2 separate regions of the Mus musculus genome follow, and region 2 is linked to region 1. A link is a contact called in public HiChIP or PLAC-seq data. All regions are on one chromosome and are shown on one strand. Each heading gives the region's core, a stretch centred on a gene start, on an enhancer-like site or on the middle of the called end of the contact. The rest is flanking DNA. Distances are from core to core; before and after follow the strand shown. Region 1 overlaps Relch (RAB11 binding and LisH domain, coiled-coil and HEAT repeat containing). Region 2 holds the start of Kdsr (3-ketodihydrosphingosine reductase).

The links. HiChIP or PLAC-seq counts read pairs in DNA pulled down with a chosen protein or histone mark.
Region 2: a contact with region 1 is called in an H3K27ac HiChIP or PLAC-seq map of embryonic stem cells, with 4 times the contacts expected there. The contact joins the promoter of Kdsr here to the enhancer-like site in region 1. A contact is called at or near these places in 3 of 39 promoter capture datasets (hippocampal neurons, liver and pre-B cells), 6 of 115 datasets of contacts at active chromatin or transcription factors (astrocytes, bone marrow-derived macrophages, differentiating embryonic stem cells and 3 more) and 1 of 9 other capture datasets (liver).

What each region holds. Positions count from the first base shown.
Region 1 is chr1:105,708,764-105,715,014 of GRCm38.p6, reverse strand. It overlaps Relch (RAB11 binding and LisH domain, coiled-coil and HEAT repeat containing), which reads right to left. Exons shown (of 29, transcript NM_173187.4): 12 at 1,076-1,166. Among named protein-coding and RNA genes, the nearest start is that of Relch, 48 kb to the right of the region's middle. Within about 2 kb of position 1,949, at least 4 of the 459 cell types and tissues checked have an H3K27ac peak or open chromatin away from gene starts, as enhancers often do. A contact at or near this core is called in embryonic stem cells, where this site is marked.
Region 2 is chr1:106,757,729-106,764,117 of GRCm38.p6, reverse strand. It overlaps Kdsr (3-ketodihydrosphingosine reductase), which reads left to right and starts at 4,376. Exons shown (of 10, transcript NM_027534.2): 1 at 4,376-4,574. The coding sequence starts at 4,467.

The DNA.
Region 1 (6,251 bases), core at 700-3,199:
GACTTCTCCTGTCTCTATCTCCTAAGTGCTGGGATTATATGGGTTTACCACCATGCTCAGTTTGATAAATGCAAGTTATAAAGGGAAAATGGAAAAACTATAAAACATTTATATGCACACGTGAATAATTGCACAGATTTATCAACTCAAGGTTTCATGGTGCATCGAAGTTAATTTTGACTTTAAACAACTAGAAATACACCCTAAATTTACATGCTTTGTAATAAAAAGATGTTGTCTGCCATTGTCAAAGGTAAGTATTACCACATTGTTCACTTTACACACTGAACCTGATAGCTCTACTACTTTAGTAATAAATGCCCAAAGAAATTAGGACTAGAACTTTTGGTGTTACCTGTGACCAATATTTTTCTTAAGAATAAGAGACTGTAATATTGTAAATTCGGCTTTATAAGCTTGTCTCTATAATGAGAAAGTACTTTTTAAAGGTGCTAATGACTTATTATGTCTACAAAATCAGAGTTCTTTGAAGGACTGGAATATTAGTATACATTATAAAAGTAAAACTACTCCAGAAAAAGAATTTTATTATAAATATACAAACCTGCTATATCAATGGTCTACACTTTGCATACTGCATGAATCTAAAATAAACCTAAATATACAAACTGTGTATGTCCTCCATTTGTGTGAGAGCACACACTGCTACCTCTTCCTTAAACTCACCAAACACTGTGTGGACTTTACAAGTGGAGGACAACACATTCTGTCATGTTCAACTTTCTTCTACTTAGCTTTTCTTCCCACATACCAACACAAGAAAGCACATCATGTCTTTGTCTCCTCTCATCTCCTCACTAGGATGCCTCTGTCTTTCTTCACACTGTTATTCTCATTACTATACTAGTAACCGGCACTGGAATTAGTGTTTTTAAAATATCTGCAGAATGAATGAATGAAGCAGGGTATTCCAGAGTATTCTTTTGTGCAAATAAACCATGTGCCGAGCTATGGAAGGTAGCATAATTTACATTCCATGGATTTTCTCATGGCATTTAGAAATTATAAACCTTCAAAAATAAGAGCAAAATACTAACAAAAACAGTTAACTTACCTGTTCCCAACACTGAGGTAAAAGTTCAGCCTCCACACGTGTTGGTCCAACATGACGTGCAAATGCCACACATCCTGTCAGTATCATTTGCCTGAAAAATAATAGGGAAAAAAAAAATCCTTGAATGTGCATCAGAAAATAGAACTATGTCGGGCATGGTGGCGCACGCCTTTGATCCCAGTACTTGGGAGGCAGAGGCAGGTGGATTTCAGAGTTCAAGGCCAGCCTGGTCTACAAAGTGAGTTCCAGGACAGCCAAAAATAAAATAAAATAAAATAAAATAAAATAAAACCATGACCACAACTTAAAAAAAGAGTTAAATAGCCAGGAATGGTGGCACAACCTTTAATACTAGCACTTTGAAGGAAAGGTGGCCATGGAAGTGACAGTGTGACATGGTTCCTGCCCCCGGAGCAGAGCCAGCAGGGTGTGGGCTGATGTTCTGATGGTTGCTGTGTATGTACTGTATGGCTTGTTCTTGTAAAATGATGTGCATAAATTTATTTTCCTCCTTTGGGAAATATACCCCCCCCCAAGGTTAATGACTCTATGATAATTAGAAACAGTGTATCTATGTTCTTAGCAAAAACAAATGCTGTGACTTTCAGGACAGTCCTAAGACTGGGAAAGAACTCTAAAACCATGAGTTTGAAAATATAAACAGGTTTTCTCAATTATGCAAAATATAGATGCAATATGAATTATATGAGGGGTCTCACTGACCTAAAAGGTCAGAGGTGGCAGCATTATGAGCTAGCAGATCAGAAAGATATAAAAGGAGAGAAAGAGATTTGGGTAGTGGTGGTTGCGGAGCAAGAAACCACCACTTTATTCTTTGTGCTTACAAAAGCAGACACATTCCTGAGTTCAAGGTCAGTCTGGAACAGAGCAAGGTTAGGCTCAGGTGTGGTGGGAACGGTGATTTTAGCCAGTAGCTTACTGTTTGTGCTTACAAAGGCAGGCAGATCTCTGAATCATCTGCCATTGTTTTTTTTTTTTTTTTTTTTTTTTAAAATGTACAAGTCCTTTTCTAAGAATCCAGGGGCTAAGGTCATAAAATGCTGACTTATGAGATAATCAAAAGGAACCTAGAGTGGATGATTGAATTGATATGCAATAAAAGACTAGGTTTTGGTCTGTGAGAGCTGAGTTATCTGGATGAGCTGTCTAGAGAGCCAGCAGGAGTAGAACATGGGGTTGTCAGCTTGCACCCAACTTGGGAGTCATTTCTTTGGCTCCTCCCAAACACCCCTTCCTCAAGAACATCTCCCACCCCCAAGTGATCCTTGGCGAGTCAGGCAGATCATTATGAGTGGAGGCCAGTCTGACCTGCATAAGTTCCAGGCTAGTAAGGGCTACATGGTAAGACCATGTTTTAAAACAAACTCCAACCAAACCGAACTCAAAAATAAACAAGAAAAAAAAAATCAATTCTAAGTATTCTTATTGCTGTTCCCCAATTGGTCAAGTTAATAATGTCTTTATCACCCTCTGTTTTAATTTCCCAGTTTTTCTTTTTGATTTTTCCATTCTCCCACCTTAGGAAGTCAGGTAAACTAAAGGGAATAACAGGAAATACAAGAAATCCTGTCATCTGCTTCCTCATGAGAAATTTCGAATAACTGATTATTTTTTGTACCAACTACATACATATGTATATATTCCATAAATGTTAGATAATTACAGTTATTCAATTTTCTCATAAATAACACAGAAAAATCTAGGTATACTTGTAAGCCCAGTTCAGGGGAGGTAGAGGCAGGCAGATCTATGTGCTCTCTGGCCTGTCAGCCCAGCCTGTTCTCCTCTAGGCCCCCAAAGAACTGTTTTAAGGGTCAGGTCTAGAGCTGTAGGTTAGTAGTAGAGCATTTGACTATCATTCGTGAGTCTCTGGGATCAATCATTAGTGCCAACAAAATTAAAATGCTGGATTGGTGCCTAAGAAAAATACCCAAGTTGCCCTCTGGCTAACCTACATGCACCTCCAGACAGTGGTCATATTCATTGGCACACAAATTTTAAGCATTTAAAATATTTCTTCATGATATATATGTATAGAGGTTGAAATCATGCACCACCACTATACTAAACACATCTAAACATCAATAGGAAAAAGTGATAACTCTGAAAAGCAGTTCAAAATAGAAAAGGTCAGATGCCCAACACCTTATTAATAGCCCTGGATGTAGGCTATACAGTAAAAAATAAAACTGATTATCAAATGATTTAGTTAGAAATCTGATATTATTTATGGTTATTATCAAAGAACTGAAAAAAGAACCATCATGGAGTGTAAATTAAGTTTTACTGGGATACTGTTAAAGAAGTCTGAGATTAACTAAAGAAAAATAGCAAGTGGTTACCTATCAAACAAATACTAACAAATATTTATATCCACTTTTCATTTATATAATAATATTGATTATTGATTTTTATTCTTTTTAAAAATAAAAAGTTGTCTTTCTGTAAGATAAAACACAGTAGACAGGGATACTTTATTCCTGCCACCAGGTGGCAGCAGTTATGTTTAAGTTTTGCCTCGAAAACTTAGAATGCAAATTCAAAGAAGGTATTTTATTTATTACTCTGCTACTAAGACAGGGAAAGACACATTTTTTAAAGAAGAAAATGAGATATGCACTTTCCTGTATATTATCACCAAATTGTCCTTAGAAAACATTGAAATTGAATAGTATTTTCACAGTGAACTAATTCCCTCATCCCTACTTGTTTAGTGAGCGTGCTGGCTGCCAATGTCACCTAACTTTGGCTGTATCCTGAGGATGCATCTCTCCACTTTGCTCTTGGGTAGAGTCTTTGAGAATGAGAGACACATAGTATAAATTTCAGGGTATATTAGGCTGCGAGGTCATTACTTTAGAGTACTTTCTATTTTAACTTCTCAGCTTTATGTCTCAGGACTCATTTGTTTATGACTTTTATATAAATGAATCATTAGAAGACGTTCTAAAAAAAGCAGCTGTAAAAATTAGATAAATACTTAGGAAGCACAACTCTGTTTTACAAAATAAAAGCAAAATAACCTTTGTTATTAAGGTAAAGATTGCAAGAGAAAAACATCCCAGCACATTATTTTATCTTCTGGTTCTTCTCTCTCTACTGCCAGGCTGCTTTCTTCAGGCTACCCTTGCAGCTTTCCTTAGTGCTCCAACATTTCACTTCTTGAGGTAGACAACACACTTAAGTTCCTGTGTGCAGGGTGCTGTCCAATGGCAAGTCTACACTATCTGTTACGGACTGCATGAATGCTCCCGGAAGGACTTGTTCCAGAAGTTCTGCCCCATCCACTCTGCAGAGTTTTCACCTAGTGGATGTTGAAAGAACAGATCTGATTCCCTCAGAAACTGGTGTGATCCTGAGGAACCTACATAGTGTCATGTCACTCAAGTATGTTTGTGATGGGCAATAAAGTTTCAGAACTACTATAGCCAGTGAACTTGCTCCTGCTCTTCCTCAGGGACTCTGACAACAAAATGGCTTCTGTTCTCAATAATCTTGAGAAGATCAGGAAAGGTAAAGATGCTGAATTTTGTGAGATTCTGACAAAGAGCCAAATTTTGTTATAAGAACAATGCAGGTCTTCTCCTACAATTGGAAATATGAGCTTTTTTTTTTAGCTTCTGTTTTAGGGCATACATTTTCTATGTATGACTAGCAATCAAATCACCATTTAGATCAGTGGTTGTCAACCTGTGGGTTGTGACCCCTTTGTGGTCAACCTACCCTTTTACAAGGATCTTATATGTCAGATATTTACAATATAACTTATTTTAACAGTAGCAAATTTAAAGTTATGAAGTAGCACCGAAAATTGTTTCATGTTCAGGTATTACCACAACACGAGGAACTGTATTAAAGGGTCACTCACATGCAGCATTAGGAAGGTTGAGAACCACTGCTTTAGAAAAAAATAAATTTCTATTTTTTTTCTTATCTGTTGATTGTGGCCTAAACACTGTACTCCTCTCACAGCAACTAGTTTAAGGATAAATCAGTTTATCAAATATTCATGTATTATTTTTATAAAGACTAATTGTAATGAAGCCATGGTTATAGCATGTTCATCTATGTGGGAAAAATGGAAATTCCTAAGAGAAATCAAGCATGAAAAAGAAAAGCAAAAAGATAATATAAATTAGATACCCTCAGGTAACTAAAGTGTACAAACTCGACAGGGGTCACTGGAATAAGAATGAAAATACTGCAGAGATTCCCTGTTTATTCAATACACTGAATAATGGTTCCTTTATTCACCTGTACATAATTCAGAGTTCAAAGCCTTTTATAATGAAAGTGAAACTGGATCTCACCACCAAGAAGTTGCTTGAAACCAACTTTCAGAGGTTATAACCTATTTGTGTGTGTGTGTTGAGTAAAAGAAGGATGGATAGATAAATGGCTAAGTTCATGAAAAGTGATTAGAATAGGAATGTTTAAATTATAGTGACATTTCCAGAGGAGTTGCTGGGTTATTATATGAACGTCTGTAAACTTATACTGAGTGAAACAGTAAATGTGCCACTTGGCTATCAAGATTATCAAGCGGCTGATAAAACAAACTCATGCCATTTAGAAAGGCTCTCATGCCTTTCAAGATATTTTACATAATCATATTAAGAGGAGCTCTACATTTACACTCTGTCCACCACTATAAATTATGAACTACTATTGAAGAGTTCATACAAATTGTTAGAAACAGACGTCTGAGCAAATAACTCTTCAGTCCTTCAAGAGGCAACACAGTGGTTTACTGATATTTTATCATTCACAACATATGCTCAGTTTTCAGTAGTATTAAATCTATTGCAGCGTCTTACTAAAATTTGAAAAACTTGCATATTTTACTCTTTCTGCTATTTTGTTATTCTAAACTTTTCTTTCTAAGACTTGATTTCTTTGGGTTCCTTTCTGGTTTATGGATTCGAAGACCCAGAAGTAAACCTATACACCTATGGACACTTGAACTCTGACACCTGATTTTTTGCCAAAACCATACAGTGGAAAAAACCCTGCATATTTAATAAATGGTGCTGGTCTAACTGGCAGTCTGTATGTAGGAGAATGAAAATAGATCCTTATTTATCACCTTACACAAAGCTCAAGTCCAACTGCATCAAGGCACTTAACATAAAACCAGATACACTGAATCTAAAAG
Region 2 (6,389 bases), core at 3,127-5,626, 1.0 Mb before region 1:
AGAGTTTGTCTGCATCATGCTAAACGAAATAAATCAGACCACTTGTATATTTGGTCTTTGGTTATCAACAGTGATTCACAGGTATCTGAGTCCCTGTGTTCAGTTGTTCTCCATCCATACCCAGCAGTAGATCTTGTGGGTCATATGTGCTTCATATGTTGATCCCTTTGGTGACCCACTAAGCTGGGGCACAGTCGCTGAGGCACTTCACATTTTAACCAGCAGTGCGCAAGAGGTCAAGTCTCCATTTCTTGTCAGCATTTATTGTCCATATTGTTTTATTATAGACATGGTGATAAGTACAAAGCAAGTTGTTCTTAACATGAGAAAAGGCTAATAGTTTACAGCAACCAAGAACAAGGTTGTTGGCAATAGGAATGCAATCCAATAGAAGCTGCTATAAGGCAGTTTTTGCTGAAGATTAGTCTGTTGTAAGGCAATTTTTACTATAGCTTAACTATAGATTTGTTTTCCATGAGTTTTATATTAACTTAGATTTTTAAAAACCACTCCCTTAAAAATACTTTAATTTTTTGTTATTTCCTTTATTCTTGTGCCAAAGCTGTGCCCTTGTCTTGCTCAATGAGCCTAGATGGGTCTTGCAGGTCATTATAGGAAGCATCCTGTGTGAACATAACAGTGCTAGTGTGGCTCCCACAGGCCAGATCCAGGGAATCGATATCAGCGCACATTTCTATCCTGTTCACAAAAGACCCCTGCACCTTGAATAAGCCTACAGGGGTGCATACTGTTCTGTAATGGGAGTTTATCCAGGTGTGGTTATACTTCCTCAGCCTTTTTCCAAACACATGGGCTTACAGTCCCTTTTGCAATCTGTTCTGAGTACAGATAAGATTCCAGAGGTTTTCCTCCTCCTGGATAAGCTGAACAATAACTCTCTTCACAGCAAATTAAAAAGCACACTGACTGGTAGGTGCAATGCAGAGTCAGCGTATCCTGGGGAGCCCCACCCCAATGGATACACCTGCATCACAGCTCCTGCAGCATCAGGAAACATGGAAGGGGAGCAAAAAGATCTTAAGAGCCATGCTAGGAAGTCTGCAGTGGAACAATCTGTCATAGAAATGGCTGCATAAACAAGACCTGGACAATGGCAATATCAGTAGGTATGCTATTGAGGAAAATGGGAAATCTCCTGGGGTCACTCCCACTTCTGCACAAATAGGCAACTGGTGACTGCTGAGAGACAGGGTTACCCAGTCATAGGCATAAGCCCCCTAATTCATTGTCCAATACAAGATGCTCAATATTGAAACCATATACACAACAAAAATGGACTCAGCAGGTTACATTTATAGATCTGTACATGCAAACATGTACCTGGTAATCAGAGAAGAGGCTGTGAGTCTGAGACTGAGGGGGACTGTGGAAGGAATGAAAGGGAACGTACTTGAGAGGAGCTGGAGGGAGGAAAGGGAGAGTGAAAGGGATCCATTCTAATTAAAAATGGACTTTAAAAGTCAGTTTATTGAGTAACATACCAAAACCTGCTACACCATATTTTTGAAGAATCATTTTCTAAGTCCCAAAAGACTAATGGGAATGTGTAAGACCAAAGTGGTATAATTCTGCCAGATACTTTGGTCATGTGGTCATGGTGACCTACAACTGGATATAGCAGGAACTTGGTAATGATCAGTATCTTTTGACACTTTTTGAGACAGGGTACCATGTAGCCTAGGCTATCTTGGACTTAAGGTATAGCAGAGAATAACCTTAATGACTGATCCTCCCCTCTTCGCCTCTCAAGTGCTGGGGTTTATGTGTACACCACAGTACCTTACTGGGACACAATATCACAAGGTGTTCTTTGGTGAGATTTACTCTACAGATAGCCAAATATAGAGAAATAGCGTTAAAAGCCTCTGGCTTCCCTGTGGACCCTTCAAGTATTAGAGGTTTGTTTTACTGAAGTGAGCTTTGCCCAAAGGCTAGATGTTATCTACTTATCAGAATTCATTCTTATCCAAGAAGTAAGTTCTTTCTTTGTTTTTGGGAGGCTTAATAGGGATATCTTTGTTTAAGGGAGGCTGGCCAAACAGGACTTTAGGGTGGGGCTGATGATGCCTGCAAGATGAGCAAAGTTATTTAGGACTCCCACTATATTGACTTCTTTCAGTCAAGGCTATATACTTAGATCACAATCAAAATTCTGGACATGGAATGCAGGTGAGTTTCCTTGGCTGCAACACTAAGCACATTGCCATTTATCAGGCCTGCCAGAGCTCATGAGAGCTTCTCTCTGAAAAAGAACAGCAATTAAAAAAGAAAAAAGAAAGAAAAAAAAAGAGTCAAAAGACTGGGTCTCAATGCTAAATTCCAGCTCTATACAGTCCAGTTCATCATCACATGACCTGTCGGAATGATACCACTTTAGGCTCATAGATCCCCCTTGGACTCCACGTCTCAAAGAATGACACTTCAAGAGGGGCTTTAAAAGCAGCACACCAAGTCTATGGGAGGCTACAACAGTAGCTTTGTGTTTGAGCCCTCCCACCTGCCCTGGGCACTGTTTCTTGGTGTACTGATCTGTTTCCTTCCCTGTGATAAACATAATCAGGAGTGTGACAGCTTTTCTGGAGCACTACGAGTCCATCCAACAAACTTCCCTTCAACCAGAGGGGTTGGGAGCCCTTCAACTTCCACCTAGTTTTACAGGTCCTGGGAATTGTTCCCTCACATCTATGAACTAACACTGGGCACAGATCAATAAAAGAAAAAGATTAATTCCTTTTGCTGTTTGTAACCACAACTACATTTCTTTAAATAAAAAAAAAAAAAAGGAAAAATATTTACCAAAAAAACAAAACCCACTATGGAAAGGTTTTAATAATCCTGAGGAAAAGAGTTTTGGAGTAGAGGGTTTGAAAGTCTGGAGTTGACCTAGCTGAGTGAAAAGTTATGCTACTACTTAAGAAAATGGTCTGGCAGAGCCCTTCAAATGCTGTTGCAGAGTGGCTTGAGGGCCAGCGATGAGAGAGCCAAAGCATGCACACTCAAAAGCTTATATGTGAAAGTACATAGATTTGGGATTTAATACCTTACTGTGACACAATAGCACAGGTTGTTCTTTGTTACGATTATAATACAATATGGATAGCCAGCTATATTGAGAAATAGAGTTTAAAATCTCTGGCTACCCAGTGAACCCTCCAAGTGTTGGAGGTTTGTTTTGCTCAAATGAGCTTTGGCCAAAGGCTAGATGTTAGCTTTATATCATCCTAATCCAGAAAGTAAGTTCTTTCTTTGCTTTGGGGAGGTTTAATAGGAATGGCTTTGTTTAAAGGAGGCTGGCCATACATGACCTTACCAAAAATGTATTCAGTGAGTGTGATGGTGAACGCCAAGACATACTAGTAGAGGTCAGAGGACAACCTACCTTGTGGGGCCAGAGGGATCTAGCACAGGACTTAAAGCTTTCTAGCAAAAGACCTTCCTTCCTTTTGGATCCAGTAGCTTTTTTTTTCTTTTGTTATTGTTTTGATCAAAAAGTGATGAGTGAAAAAATAATCTAGCCTACACTAGGATATTATCAACAATAAAAAGAAATTAAATACTGATAGGTACAGTATGGAAGAATCTTAGTATGCTAAGTCAAAGAAGCTAGGCACTGCAGAGGGCATATTATTAGAACTCCACTTGTATGAATAGACAAGTCCAGAGAGCTTTGTGATTGCCTATAACTGCACCATTTAAGAGAAAATGAGCTGGGCGTTGTGGTGCACGCGTTTAATCCCAGCACTCGGGAGGCAGAGGCAGGTGGATTTCTGAGTTCGTGGCCAGCCTGGTCTACAAAGTGAGTTCCAGGACAGCCAGGGCTATACAGAGAGAGAGAGAGAGAAACTGAACTGTGACTGTTAATGACTATAGGGTTGCTGTGTAGGGCGACAAAAGACTGTGGCGATAGTTTAGACACTAAACTAAAACTATTTTAAGTCGGTGGACCAGATGTTGGAATTAAATCTCTACAACGGTGGCTCCCCGCGCCTCCGCGTTTGCATCTGCTTTGGTTACAGGATGTATGTACAGTTTTCAGCGAAATTCAATTATCAGAAATCCAAGTCAACGCTCAAAGCGAAAGGGAGCGGTGACCATTTTCTGAGTGAGCCATAAATACACGAACTGGAATCTGTGATTTCAAAGAAGAATACCAGGACTTAGGCACAGAACAAAATCCGTGGATCCAAAAGCCACCGTTTGCAAGCCTCCCACGACGTTGGCGGGCGGGCCAACGGGGAGGCCAAGTACCCGGAGCCTACGCACGCACAGCCTGCGCAGCCGCAGCCTGAAGCTGAAGGGGGCGCGGGCCCAGGAGCTAGTCCGACAGCGGAGACCGCCCCGCCCAGGCTCCTCCTCTTCCCTTCGCCGCCGTCCCGCCCTCGCTCGCAAACCCAAACACTCCCGGCTGCTGGTGCATGTGATCTCCCAGTAGTCGCTCGGCAGAGATGTTGCTGTTGGCCGCTGCCGGCCTCGTGGCCTTCGTGCTGCTCCTCTACATGGTGTCGCCGCTCATCAGTCCCAAGCCCCTCGCGCTGCCCGGCGCGCACGTAGTGGTGAGTGGCCTCCTGTTGCTGAGCTTGCCCAGGACTGCTTGGCCGGCTTGGGCCAACGAGACCACGGTCCCGGAAAGGAACGGTTGAGTGGGGCGGGTTACCTACTGCCTTAGCCCCGGCATTGCCCTGCCCTGTCGGACCTCAGGAACCCGCCCTCCAAGGCGCCGGGCTACAGGGCAGTGTCGTGGAGAAGGCGCCAGCCTAGTTTCCAGGACTCAGGGGCTCTGCTGCTCGCTGATCCCCGGAGCATCCCTGTCTGCCACTGTTTGGATCTTCAGTTTCCCCAATGAGTCAACAGAGAGACTGAGAAACTTTGCCAAGGACACGGCAGTCGGTGACTAGCAGGATAAGGGCGCAAACCCGGATGGGAGTAGCCACAGCCAGGGAATCCTAAGGAGCCCACAGCAAGGAGGGGGTCTGGGCCTCTGGGGCTGGCCCAGGCAGCTGAGACTGTAGGGTGTCGTGTGCAAGTGACAAAGAGCCCCCAGAGGCTTCTAGGAAGTGATACACCTGAGGGGTGGCCTGGCAGGTTTGGCCAGCAGGCTTGTCTCTGAACTCAGCCAGGGTCTGCTGAGTACTGCTCAAGTGCAGTCCTTTCTGGCGTCAGAAGGAAGAGCTAACCAGCTTGATTAGAAGCTTAAGATGGAAGGAGATATGAGTGGTTTGGTTTGTTAAAGTCCGGAAGCTCGCACGTTCCTATGTGCAGGCTTGGCTATGCCTCCACCCCGCCCCCACAGCTCAGAGCCTCAACTCTGGCATTTCTCCTCGGTGTCCTATATAGACCCAAAACCCGAGGCACAGTGAGGCGAGGAGTTGCGAATAAGGACAGCTAGTATCCAAACCGGCAGCACGAATCTCCTTGGTGCCCTTAGGTGACTTACATGAGTGCATCCAAGTAAGTCCCCACTGCGTTGTTACAGGATAGAGTGGTTATCTTAGTATGATTTATCCCAAACAAGAATTTCTGGATGACAACATGTGTTTCCATTAATTTGTCTTTTGTAAAATTACTGATTTATTCCCAGCTGCTGCTATGCATGATGTGGAAAGAGTTATTAGAAAAAGCCAAAGTTTACAATCATGCCAAGTTGCTAAAGTTTTACATCCACAAAATCGTGACTAAAGCAGTTGAACTTGCCGGCTGAGGAAATGGCTCAGTTGGTAAAGTGCTTGCCGTGCATCATGCCCTGAGTTAGGGTCCCTAGCACCCACATGCTCACTGGGCCTATGCCTCTAACTTCAGCACTGGGGCCACAACCTGTGGATCCCTGGAGCTCACTGGATAGTTTGCCTAGACGCACGAATGATCTTCAGGTTCAGGGAGAAGCCTTGTCGCAAAAATTAAGGTGCAGGGTGACTGAAATGCCAGACACTGCCAGCCTCTGCACAGGTGCACCTACATACACAACGCTGAATCAACTTGTGCTTGTATAGCTCAGCTGTGGGGCAAGGGAGGAGAGCCAAAGTCAGAATGAAAACTAATTCGACAACTACAAGGTACTCACAACTACCCTTGGTACTTGTTCTTGTGTCCCCAGTCCCCGGCTCTTTCACAGAGGAGGTTAGGGCTGTTTCAATAGACGCATTCTTTTTCCCAACATATTTTTATTGATTCTTTGGGAACTTTACATAATGCACTCCAAAACACTCACTTCCCAGCCCTCCCAGGATCCTGCTTTAATACAATAAAAAATAATTACCGCTATGCATGTATGTATGTTTACTGGTATAAACAACATAGCATGGCTTATTCATATGGTGTCCCTATCTGCCTTTTTTAATATCTGAAGAGTAAAATGTGATTTAGTTGTGATC